Linked DNA regions of Mus musculus: all the other regions are linked to region 3. The links are chromatin contacts, called in public Hi-C and HiChIP or PLAC-seq maps. All regions are on one chromosome and are shown on one strand. The core of a region is the stretch at or near the end of the contact, and the rest is flanking DNA. Distances in the headings are between cores, read along the strand shown. Region 1 has its middle 43 kb from the start of Gm46023. Region 2 has its middle 20 kb from the start of Gm45181. Region 3 has its middle 24 kb from the start of Ccnd1. Region 4 has its middle 20 kb from the start of Smim38.

What was found. A called contact is a pair of places that touch in the nucleus more often than the background predicts. HiChIP or PLAC-seq counts read pairs in DNA pulled down with a chosen protein or histone mark.
Region 1: a Hi-C map of bone marrow-derived macrophages shows a contact between it and region 3, with 45 read pairs. The contact joins two enhancer-like sites. A contact is called at or near these places in 1 of 39 promoter capture datasets (embryonic stem cells), 1 of 15 datasets of contacts at CTCF or cohesin (the NIH/3T3 cell line), 6 of 484 Hi-C or Micro-C datasets (bone marrow-derived macrophages, double positive thymocytes, embryonic fibroblasts and 3 more), 7 of 115 datasets of contacts at active chromatin or transcription factors (the HPC-7 cell line, bone marrow-derived macrophages, embryonic fibroblasts and 3 more) and 2 of 9 other capture datasets (embryonic stem cells and embryonic trunk).
Region 2: a contact with region 3 is called in a FOXA1 HiChIP or PLAC-seq map of pancreatic cancer cells. The contact joins two enhancer-like sites. A contact is called at or near these places in 1 of 15 datasets of contacts at CTCF or cohesin (the NIH/3T3 cell line), 1 of 484 Hi-C or Micro-C datasets (bone marrow-derived macrophages) and 6 of 115 datasets of contacts at active chromatin or transcription factors (the NIH/3T3 cell line, embryonic basal ganglia, embryonic stem cells and 1 more).
Region 4: a contact with region 3 is called in a Hi-C map of bone marrow-derived macrophages, with 29 read pairs. The contact joins two enhancer-like sites. A contact is called at or near these places in 2 of 484 Hi-C or Micro-C datasets (bone marrow-derived macrophages and embryonic fibroblasts), 4 of 115 datasets of contacts at active chromatin or transcription factors (bone marrow-derived macrophages, embryonic fibroblasts, embryonic stem cells and 1 more) and 2 of 9 other capture datasets (bone marrow-derived macrophages and embryonic stem cells).

Annotation. Positions count from the first base shown.
Region 1 is chr7:145,110,246-145,112,945 of GRCm38.p6, reverse strand. No RefSeq gene overlaps it. Among named protein-coding and RNA genes, the nearest start is that of Gm46023, 43 kb to the right of the region's middle. Within about 2 kb of position 1,330, at least 291 of the 459 cell types and tissues checked have an H3K27ac peak or open chromatin away from gene starts, as enhancers often do. A contact at or near this core is called in the NIH/3T3 cell line, bone marrow-derived macrophages, embryonic fibroblasts and 1 more, where this site is marked.
Region 2 is chr7:145,145,493-145,148,192 of GRCm38.p6, reverse strand. No RefSeq gene overlaps it. Among named protein-coding and RNA genes, the nearest start is that of Gm45181, 20 kb to the left of the region's middle. Within about 2 kb of position 1,317, at least 22 of the 459 cell types and tissues checked have an H3K27ac peak or open chromatin away from gene starts, as enhancers often do. A contact at or near this core is called in pancreatic cancer cells, where this site is marked.
Region 3 is chr7:144,962,716-144,965,415 of GRCm38.p6, reverse strand. No RefSeq gene overlaps it. Among named protein-coding and RNA genes, the nearest start is that of Ccnd1, 24 kb to the right of the region's middle. Within about 2 kb of position 1,280, at least 51 of the 459 cell types and tissues checked have an H3K27ac peak or open chromatin away from gene starts, as enhancers often do. A contact at or near this core is called in the NIH/3T3 cell line, bone marrow-derived macrophages, embryonic fibroblasts and 1 more, where this site is marked.
Region 4 is chr7:145,186,562-145,189,261 of GRCm38.p6, reverse strand. It overlaps a transcript of Tpcn2 not described here. Among named protein-coding and RNA genes, the nearest start is that of Smim38, 20 kb to the left of the region's middle. Within about 2 kb of position 1,266, at least 11 of the 459 cell types and tissues checked have an H3K27ac peak or open chromatin away from gene starts, as enhancers often do. A contact at or near this core is called in bone marrow-derived macrophages, where this site is marked.

The DNA of each region.
Region 1 (2,700 bases), core at 81-2,580, 150 kb before region 3:
AAGATGGAGAGCTGTGGAGAAAGTGTCAGAGCTGGGCAGAGGCTGCATGCCACCCGTGACTGTGGAACCTGCAAGTACTTGATAAGGACTAGCCATTGTCATGGGCACATGACCCAGCTATGACTACCTCTGACCCCCACAGTCCCAGCCTCATGAGATTCATGGGCCCTGTGGAGTGCTAGCACTTGCAGCTGGAAGCCAGACCAGACTGGGCCACTGCATTCCTAGCTTCTGTCAGGGTTTCTTTTCAAGATCCATGTCCTCACTGATAACTTCCTGTGTAGCTCATGCACAGCCTTGCCTCACCCTCAGGATGATACTGAGTTCTCCACCAACCTTGGCTCCTTCCCCTTTCTGTCTTTAACTGACAGTTTTTCCCTTGGCATCTACTATATATAGGCATGAGCCAGGTGCTAGCAATGTTCCAGATCTGGGCCCTCCCAGAACTTTCTCAGCTGGTCACAAGCTCAGCAGTCTCTAGTTCTGTGCTGGCCTTTGGTAGTGTTCCCTGAAGAACTGCAGAATTGGGGCTCTGAGGCAGAAGCTGGCTAGGGGAAAGAGTGCTGCAATCCATTAGTAATGTCTGTCATGTGCACAGGAAGGCAAGTATGGCTCCTGCTCTCTGAAGAATCATCATCACCTAGCCAGGCCTATAACATGCTTTTGACACTGCTGGATGCTATGCAGGGATGCATGGCTGTCCTGACCATGAGAAAATAGAATCTAGGGCCTTAGCTATTCACAGCCTGGTTTTCTATGATATCACACTATAAAACCCTGTCCCCTCTTTGCTTTGGCTGCTGGGAAGCTCAGAATGAAGTTTCATACTTGTTATTAGACAGCACAGTAGCCCAGGACACGAATCCTTCTGTCATCTGCCCCTGTGGGCTCTTTATCCTCAGGCTCTGCATCCCGTGGAGCAAGCCGGACACAAGTTATCAACTATAAATAAAACCAAGGCTTCCGTCCTGGCTTGCACTTGAGTTTCCTGGTGCATTTTTTTAAGTCCCTAGTCAACAGAGTTGGGGGGGGGGAGAACCTCCTAACGGAAGATGACATCACCATCAGCTGGCCTGAGGAACAGGCCCCAGCCCTGCAGGCGCGGGTGGACCCTGAATGCCCCCATTGTGAGGGGTAACTTCATCACACAAGTTCCAACGTGGTGGAGTCTCAAACGGGGTTCTGTGGTTTCTGCCCCTCTCAGGGGCGCACACACAGGCAGCTGCGGTTGCTCGGCTTCCTTTCGCGCTGCAGTCCTGGCCACTGGCCAGTGCAAGTGACCACCCCTTCCACCCTGAGTCACCATCATTCTCAACTCTGATTCAAGTTCCTTTAAAGGGACAGCAGGGCCAGGAGAGGGAAGCTGTTCAGGGGAAGAGGTGCTGGGGAGGGGGACAGAGACAAGAGGAAGCCTGCGGGTGCTCTGGCAGACGCCTGGGTGGAGGGGGTTTCCTGCCTCCCCCAAGCAAGTGGAGCCTGTGACTTCCCCAAAGTCTATAAAGCACGCAGCAGTTTTCCTCTCTGCCCTGACAATCCGGGGGCTCACAAGGCAGGCTCGGGCTTGATGGGCCTCCCCAATGTGTGTCCTGCCTGATCCAAGTCCTTGTTGTGGGCTTGCTGAACTTTCTTTTAGCCATCTGCAACTCTTCTGCTGCCTGCCCTCTGCTCCACTCGAAGTCCTGTCTCCTCCTAGGAGGTTCAGCGTTGCGTTCTGCCTGAAAAGCCTGGCTGGCCCTGCAACCCAAGCCAACAGCAACCCAAGACCCTGCTTCTGTTGCCTCCCACAATGCGGGTGGGGGGGATCCTACTGGCCAGGCCACAGCTCTTACCTGGTTTATTGCAGTTATTTACTAACTGCTTACCTATCGGTGCTTGGCCGCAAGGACGCCTAGCCACCCTGCCAAGTGTCCCAGACAGAGATGGGGAGTAGGCAGCTCTTCCCTGTGCACATGGGGCTGGAGGGGATCACAGGAGCAATGCAATGAACAGGTCATATTTGCAAGCCACTGCTGGAGCCCTGGCTCTGGAAACTAAAGAATGTCCTTTTCCTTTTTTCCCCCTTGTCTGTGACTCACACTTTCGTTTTGAAGTTCCCTCTGCCGTCTTTCCCCTGAGGTTATACAGTGGTCAAGGCAGAGCAGCAGGGCGTGGCCAGCGGCAGGAAGCTCAGCTTAAGTTTCATTCACAAAAATCCCCAAGGCCACAGGGGCTGGGGAGAAGGCTCTCAGTGGGCTAAGTGCTGGCCTTGCAAGGTGAGGGCTTTTGTTCAGACTCCCAGCAGTGGGTAGTGGCAGGCCTTGAGGGATAGAGATAGGCAGACCCTGGAGCTTGCTGGGCAACTGGTCTAGCCATTCAGTGAGCTGGGGGCCAAGGGTAGAGGGGTGAAGGCAGAAGGGTCCCTGGAGCATGCTGACTAACAGTCTGTCAGCCAAGTCAGTGAAAGATCCTGTCTGGAAAAATAAGGTGTCACACAAAAGAAAAGACACCTGACAGTGACCTCTGACTTCACACACTGATGTGCATGCATGTACATCCGACAGAGATAGACAGACAGAGAAACACACCTCCCCCTAAAATGCACAGATGCCCATCCATACACACACATCCATATACACATACTGGTCCCATGTCCTGCTGAGGTTCCGTAGGCCCCAGCCCTGTTCCTAGTAGCTGGAAGCTTGAAACAATCAGGAGTGATGG
Region 2 (2,700 bases), core at 68-2,567, 180 kb before region 3:
GGTGCCTGTGGAGACCAGAAGAGGGTGCTGGATCCCTGAAACTAGAATGCCACGTGGTTTTGAGCTGCTCACCATGAGTGCTGGGAACTGAGCTGGATCCCTTGTCAAGTGCCACCTGAGCCATCTCTCCCACTCTGAGATCTCTGGATTCTGACAAGCACATAGAGTTGTGGAATACCTCACTGTCAAGTCACACAGTCCTGCCATCACCCATGTCTTGTAGTGTGATGTAGTGAGCAGTCCCACACGTGTCCCAAGGAATTGCTTTTATCATTAGCCCCTGCTGCACCACAGATGTGTTGAATCTGGGACTTGGCCCTGGGGTTATGGACACCTGAAGTCTTAAGATCCACACAGTATCAGTCTTAGTGTCTGAGGAGGCTTCTTGCCTGGTGTCAGGTCAGGGCCTTCTTGCTGTTGAGGTGTGTGTGGAGGAGAATCGGCCTTCTCACTCTTTCTGTAAAGACACTAATCCTTTTGGGTCAGGACTTCTTACTGCATCTGTTCTCAACCTGGGGGTCATGACCCCTTTAAAGGTTTAAGAACCCTTTCACAGGGCTCGCCTAAGACCACTGAAAAACACAGGTATCTACACTACTATTCATAATAGAAGCAAAATTACATTTATGAAGTAGCCATGAAATAACTTTATGGTTGTTGGGAGTCACCAACCAACCATACATGAGGACTGTATTAGAGGGTTGCAGCATTAGGGAGGTTGAGAACCACTGCCTCTTGACCACTTTTAACCTTATTTTGTGTCCTCAAAGCCTTATCTCCAGATAAGGGAACAGTTAAAATTAGGGCTTCCATATATGGAGGACACAGTCTTGTTTTCTGTACCTCTAATTTGTCCTTTCCAAGAATATCACAGAACCAGAATCTTACAGCTTCTAGCTTTTTGGCATCTTGTGTAGCAACAAATATATTACTATTCCTTCTATTTACCTTGCTGTATAGTACTCCACCAAACATCCTACTGTTCATCCATTGTGGAGATTCTTCTATTCAGTGGGATGCTGTAAGCAGCATTTGCAGGTTTTCACAATTCTTCCTAAAAACACACACAAGATTCCACTAGTATGCCTGAGCATCCATGTGTCCCTTTCTCTTGGGTACAGGTTTTAGGATTTTAGATAAGTTTATACTTTTACAAGCAGCTCTTTCCCATAATGTTTGAACTAACTTCCATACGCTCCAGGAACACATGCCTTCCTGTAACTGCATCCACAAAGCACACTGTACTGTGAGGGCCCCTCCCCAAAGAATAAACAACTAGTTATCAATTGTTTGACCACTTTAAGGAGTACATCATAGTATCACAATGTGGTTTTAGTTTGGTTGCCTTGGTGACTGGTGGAGGTGAAGCCATTCACATGTATTCTCTTGCTCAGGGGAAAACCTCATTCAGAGAGTTGGCTCATTGTCAATCATGTATCTTATTTTCCCACTGCTGAGAGAGTTCCAAATTCTTTGTCAATTATGTGGCTCACAAATATTTGTTCCTGGCATGGTGTGTGCCTTTTCATTCAGCAGGAGATAGTTTTAGTTCTGATGACATCCTGTTTAAGGATTTCTTCATATATCTATATCTATGTTTGTGCTTATAATCTATAATCTACATCATCTGTATCTATAGAGAGAGGTATTAGATTGATTTTTCTTTAAGTGTGTGTGTTTGTCTGTGTGTGTGTAGGTGCCCAGGGAGGCCAGAAGAGGGCATTTGATCCCTTATAGCTGGAGTGGCAGATGACTGTGAGCCACTTCATGTGGGATTTGAATGCTAGGTCTCATGATTGAAGAACAAGCACTCTGTTGTTGTTGCTGCTGCTGGTGCTGCTGCTGCTGCTGTTTTGAGACAGGGTTTCTCTGTGTAGCCCTAGATGTCCTGGAACTTGCTCTGTAGACCAGGCTGGCCTTGAACTCAGAGACCCACTGCACACATCACCACTGGCTTCAGTAAGCACTATAACTGCTGTGTCTTCTCTCCAGCCCTAGATTTTTTTAAATGTATTCATTGTGCCTCCAGAGAAATTGACATGAGATCTTTACCTAATCTAAGGTCACAAAGATTTAGGTCCTGTTTCTTCCAGAATTTTCCTAGCGGATTATTATTATTATTATTATTTTGTTTTTGTTTTTGTTTTTGTTTTTCAAGACAGGGTTTCTCTGTCCTGGAACTCATCTGTAGACCAGGATGGCCATGAACTCAGAAATCTGCCTGCCTCTGTCTCCCAAGTGCTGGGATTAAAGGCATGTGCCACCACTGTCCGGCATAATTTTTTTTTTTTTTACATTATTAATCTTAGTAAATCTAAGTTTGTTCTTGAGGTACAATGTGATCGGGTTTCTTTTACCACTGCTTTCTCACTATGATGAACTGTCCCTGGAACTGTGAGCCAAACCAGACCTGTCCTCACTTAAATTGCTTTTGTCAGAGCTACTGAAAGATTAATACAGGCACAGTCTCGCTGCATTGCCCAGGCTGGCTTTGAACTTACAATCCTCCTACCTCAGCCTTGCTAGCGGCTGGACTGACAGGCCTGAGCCTCTAGGCCAGGATCTTGAATACATCTCTAACAACCTTTGAAGTCCCTGGCTCCTGTATCCTCCATCTGTCACCCGTGGGTCTATTTCTTTTGACTGGTTTTTCTCTGCATCAGAGTCTCTGGCTATTTTTTGTTACCAGAGTCTGGTAAT
Region 3 (2,700 bases), core at 31-2,530:
GATACAGCCCTGGCTTGCATGGGAGAAGCCTGGCCTGCGGCCTGGATGGGGGTTGGGGCACTGTCTGGAGAGTTCCCAACCCCTGCTGCCCATCACTAGGGGTTCCCAAACCTCACTCTCTGCTTAGGAGTCAAAGCGTTTTCTCGCTGCAGTGTGAGTCCTTTCCCCGGCCTGAAGAGTCTCACCGCCACCACAGAGAGCCCCTGGCTTCCATCCTGGACATCGGCCCTGTGCCCTGTCCCTGGATGTCATAGACCCTGTTCGACGTCCAGTCCTCTCAGCGCACCTTCTCCTTCCCACTGGGATCCTGTGCTATTTCCCTGACCCCCCAGCAGGCTGGTTCACATGCCCTCTGTGTCCCTCAGTGCCTGACCCCCAGGGAGCCCTCTGAATCATTATCTTATATCCTTGGTGGCTTCCTCACAGCTCATACTGGTCACCATGGGGGTGGCAGTGGCTGTCTGGATATTACCAGGGCTTTGGGCTGAGATTTCCCAGACTCCCTTCTTTCTGTGACCTCCTGACACAGCTATCTCTACTGCTGTGGTTCCCCCCTAGCCTCCTCCTCAGCCCCACAAGAGCATTTCCTAGCAGGCTTCAGGCCATGACACAAGGAAGGTCCATTTTAATGGCACCTACACAGGCCTGCCATCTTTGTCTTCTCGGAATAGACTTTCAGTGATGGGAGGCAGGGCCTGCCAACCCCTCTCATCCTCCGAGACACCACCAGGCTCTATTTTATGGGTCTGAAACCTTTGGCCTGATAGTTTGCTTTGTTTCAAAAAACTGCTTGCCAAACTATGTATGGGTGATTCCACATGAGAGGACCCGCCTTGCCCCTCCCTGTGGCTATCAGGCTGGGTTGGCACAAGGCCCTCCGAGACCTGGCCTCACCCAGGGTTGGGAGCTAACAGAAGTCTTACAAAAAGGCTTGATCTCCAGATGACAAGTTCACAGTTTCCTCCCAGGGCCCCTCAAAGTGGCAAAACCACAGCTGGATAGGAAAGGGATCCTGAGACTCAAAACAGTGCAGACATCTCCCTCCCTTCGTGGAGGGACCAACCAACCCTTCATGGAGGAACCCAACCAACAATGGTGCAAGGCCCAAACAACCTGAGAAAGACTCTGGCTTCCCCAGCAGCTGCTCAGGAAATGAATTTTAACCTGCAGGGTTCCTTGTGTCTCTAGTAAGTTTTCAGCTGATAGGAGTTCTCACAGTCCCAGCCTCTTTTCCCCCTCATTTCCTATGAAGAGCTTGTTGAAACTGGAACACTGAAGAGCTGAGTCAAATTCTCAAGTTAGCTCTGGATATTCAAAGGGCATGTTCAAGTTCTTCGCATGACCCAAGACTGAATCATCCTCACTTTGGCCTCTGCCCAGTACAGTAAACTTGCATACTGTGAAATTTAAAAAAAAAAATTCTGTAACAAGTTCTACATGCTAGAGAGATTTTAGCTGACCAGTGAGATATTTAAGGATCTGTAATATATAAAGAGCTCTTGAAAAGCATGACAAAAGGTTATGTTATAACAATATATTATGTAATAATATATTGAAAAATAATATATTAACTTATACACACACTCACACATACACACACACACACACACACATATATGGAGAGAGAGAGCAACTTCAGCACTAATTAAAGAACACAAATTGAAATGTCCCAAGGACTTTTGCTTTTGGTTTTGATTTATCTATCAGATTGGCAAAGACATAAAAAGTTGGCATCATTGGTATCACTGATGGCTAGCAAGAACTTATATGGGCTCAGCAGGAGGGGTGGAGACCAGGTGGATAGGCTGATCAGAGTCTAAATCTCAGACCCTCTGTGATAACAGTTACTTACAAAGAGATAAGCTCATAAAAAAACAAAATGAACAAGGGCGTAAAGGAAGAAAGGATGGGTATTTATCCCCACACTCTTCCTAACAGTAAAGTTTAAAGCTGGGTGTGGTGGCACACACCTGCAGTCCCAGCCATTGGTAGATTGAGGAAGGGGAATCAGGGGTTCAAAGCCAGCCTCTGCTACAGAGTTCAAAGAAGATTTGGAGTGTGTCTGTGTGTGTGTTTGTGTGTGTGTCTGTGTGTGTGTGTGTGTATGTGTGTGTGTGTGTGTGTGTGAGAGAGAGAGAGAGAGAGAGAGAGAGAGAGAGAGAAAGAGAGAGAATGTGAGGGGATTAAAAACACCTTCGTTGCCCTCCAAGCCCAGAGGGATCCACAGACACTGCTTTAAATAGTTCTCATTTCCCGTTCAAAGCTCTTTCAGGCATAGATGAGACAAAAGAATATTTTTTTATTTTATTTATGGGGAGGGGGTTGGACCATGTGCTGTGATGTGTGGCGGTCAGAGGGCAAGTTGTGTGGGCTGATTCTCTCCTTCCACCATGTGGATTCCAGGGATAGAATGTGGGGTCTTAGGTTAGGTGGCAAACACCTTTACCAGTTGAGCCATCTCCCCTATCCTGGCAAAAAAGTAAGATAATTTTATAAACAAAGTGCAACATTGATCTCCAAACTTGACAAAAACTTTAGATAAATTGTTCAATGATTTATCTTATTTGTGATTGTGTATACGAGTGTATGGGTGTGTGCACATGAGCAGAGGTGCCCTCAGAGACCAGAGTGTGGGATCCCCTGGAGCTGGTGTTTCAGGCAATTGTGAGTGGCCAGAATTGTACGTCAGAACCCAACTCC
Region 4 (2,700 bases), core at 17-2,516, 220 kb before region 3:
TTTCTTCATTTCCCTACCTAATTCAATAAACAGACCCCTTATCTACAGCAGCTCTCAACAGAATGGACTCACTCCCCCGAACTGTGATGGCTCCAAATGTAGTTTTAGTCTTTAATGTTTTCTGATGGTTTCCAGAGCGGCCTTTTATTTTCCAGGGGATGCACTGGTGACGCTGGCTCTGCCCAAGGACTGATCTTCTCTCCCAGGTCAGGATGGGGTTAGAGGGTCAGAGTTGTGGTTCCGCCATCCAAAATGTAAAATCAAGTCTTGACATCATCAGAGTGGCTTGAACCCTTTCCTTCTGGGTGAGAACATGAATGTCTCTGACGTCTGACACAGTTTCTCACACTTTTTTCTGTGTACTGGGTTCTTAGTGAACAAAACATTATTTTTTTTAATTTTTTTATTAGGCATTTTCCTCGTTTACATTTTCAATGCTATCCCAAAGGTCCCCCATATCCACCCCCCCCAATCCCCTACCCACCCACTCCCCCTTTTTGGCCATGGCGTTCCCCTGTACTGGGACATCTAAAGTTGGCAAGTCCAATGGGCCTCTCTTTGCAGTGATGGCCGACTAGGCCATCTTTTGATGCATATGCAGCTAGAGACAAGAGCTCCGGGGTACTGGTTAGTTCATATTGTTGTTCCACCTATAGGGTTGCAGTTCCCTTTAGCTCCTTGGGTAATATCTCTAGCTCCTGCATTGGGGGCCGTGTGACCCATCCAATAGCTGACTGTGATCATCCACTTCTGTATTTGCTAGGCCCCAGCATGGTCTCACAAGAGAGAGCTATATCTGGGTCCTTTCAGCAAAATTTTGCTAGTGTGTGCAATGGTGTCAGCATTTGGAAGCTGATTATGGGATGGATCCCTGCATATGGCAATCACTAGATGGTCCATCTTTTTGTCACAGCTCCAAGTTTTGTCTCTGTAACTCTTTCCATGGGTGTTTTGTTCCCATTTCTAGGAAGGGGTACTTGCTAAACGCATGAAATTCAAGAAGAAGGAAGACCAAAGTGTGGACACTTTACCCCTTCCTAGAAATGGGAACAAAACATATTATTATCTCCTGTATTGATCTCACAGAGATCTCTGTGGGGTTCCTAGACACCCAACACAGGAGCTTCTGCTCCAGTTTGGATTCTCCAGAAGAGCCTTTAGCAATTTGAGAGCAAAGGTCAAGTTAATTGAGTCTGAATTTAGCATTGTTTTTGGTGAATCAGCATCTCCGGAGATAACCACAGGCTGACCTCATGGGGAGGGAGGAGTAGCTTGGTAAGGAAGTGCCTGGCACAGATGGAGCCTCCTGGGTGGCCAGCACTACTGGTCACCCTGTGGGGACATCACTGGCTGAGATTTGTCTAGTGCTGTCTCATATCTCTCTTTTTATGTTTGTTCCAATTTCGTGTGTATGTGTTTTTACACACATGCACGTCTGTGTGTGTTTACATGCATGTATATCTGTGGGTATGCATGTATGTATACATTTCTGTGTGTATATGTGTGCATATGCATGTGTGCACGCATTTGTGTATGTGTATGTATTAGGCATTTTTGTATGGTGTCAAATGTGTGTGCATGTATTATGCATCTATGTGTGTGTATGTGCATGTATTATGCAGTGTGTGTATGTGTGTTCGTATGCTGCATCTCTGTGGGTGCAGGTGTAGACCTGGGTGGTGCAGTGTAGAGGTCAGAGCACAGTTCCAGCTTCTCTCTTTATGTGCATTCCCCCTTTTGTGTGAGGTAGGTTCTCTCATTGAACTTAGCCAGGAACTTCACATAGGCCAGACTATCTGCCCCCAGGCTTCTGGGGATACACTTCTCTCTGCCTTCCATCTTACTGGCACTAGGATTACAGGACAGAGTTGCCACACCCAGCTCTTTGTGTGGATGCTGGGAACACTTGCTTCTGTTTCTTGCTTGAGAATGATGCTTAGAGCGTCTATGCTATCCTTGAATGAAGGGACCTTGACTTTTGAGTTCTGCAATGTCTGGAGCTGACTTATGGTCTATTGATGGTTGGTATGGTTTCCCACCATTTAGTGGTAGTGGGGTTCCCCTGGGAAAAGTTGGAGGGTGGGCATGGTACATCTCTGGGCCCTCAACTCCTCTGCACAAACTGCCCCATATGCATTGACCCTAGGCTTGGGCTGCATTTCTGGGTGTTTCAAAGTGGCATGTGAGGGAGGTGGCAAAAAACACTGGCATCCTTGCTTGACTTTTCCTTCATTCAGGGAGAGGAGGGTCCAAGAGGACGTGAATCTGAGGGGTCATGTTTGTGGGTCTGGTGAGTTTTGTGGAACACTGGACTGCCTACAGAGAAGGCCCCCACAGTGGTTCCATAAAAGGTGGTCCTGTCTTCTGACCAGTTCTTATGGTCGTGGTGTTGGGCTGTGCAGGTAGGCAGGAGATGAGAGGAGCCAGAGTCAGTCTGTAGCAAACCCGTCCAGATGCCACTTCCGTGACACTGTGAGTGACTCCATTCCTGAAGCCTGGCCAGAATGGGAATTCCCCCTTCCTGGAATATACAGATACTCCTCGACTCTCAATGGGATCCCCTCCCGGAAGCCCACTTCAGGCTAAACGCACCAGGACTGGAAAGTGAGTCAAAATCTCTCACCCTCTCCCACCCCGTGGCCCCTGGCTGAAGTCGGGGTCACTCTGCTGTGCTGAAATGTGGGAGAAGTTCAGACTGCA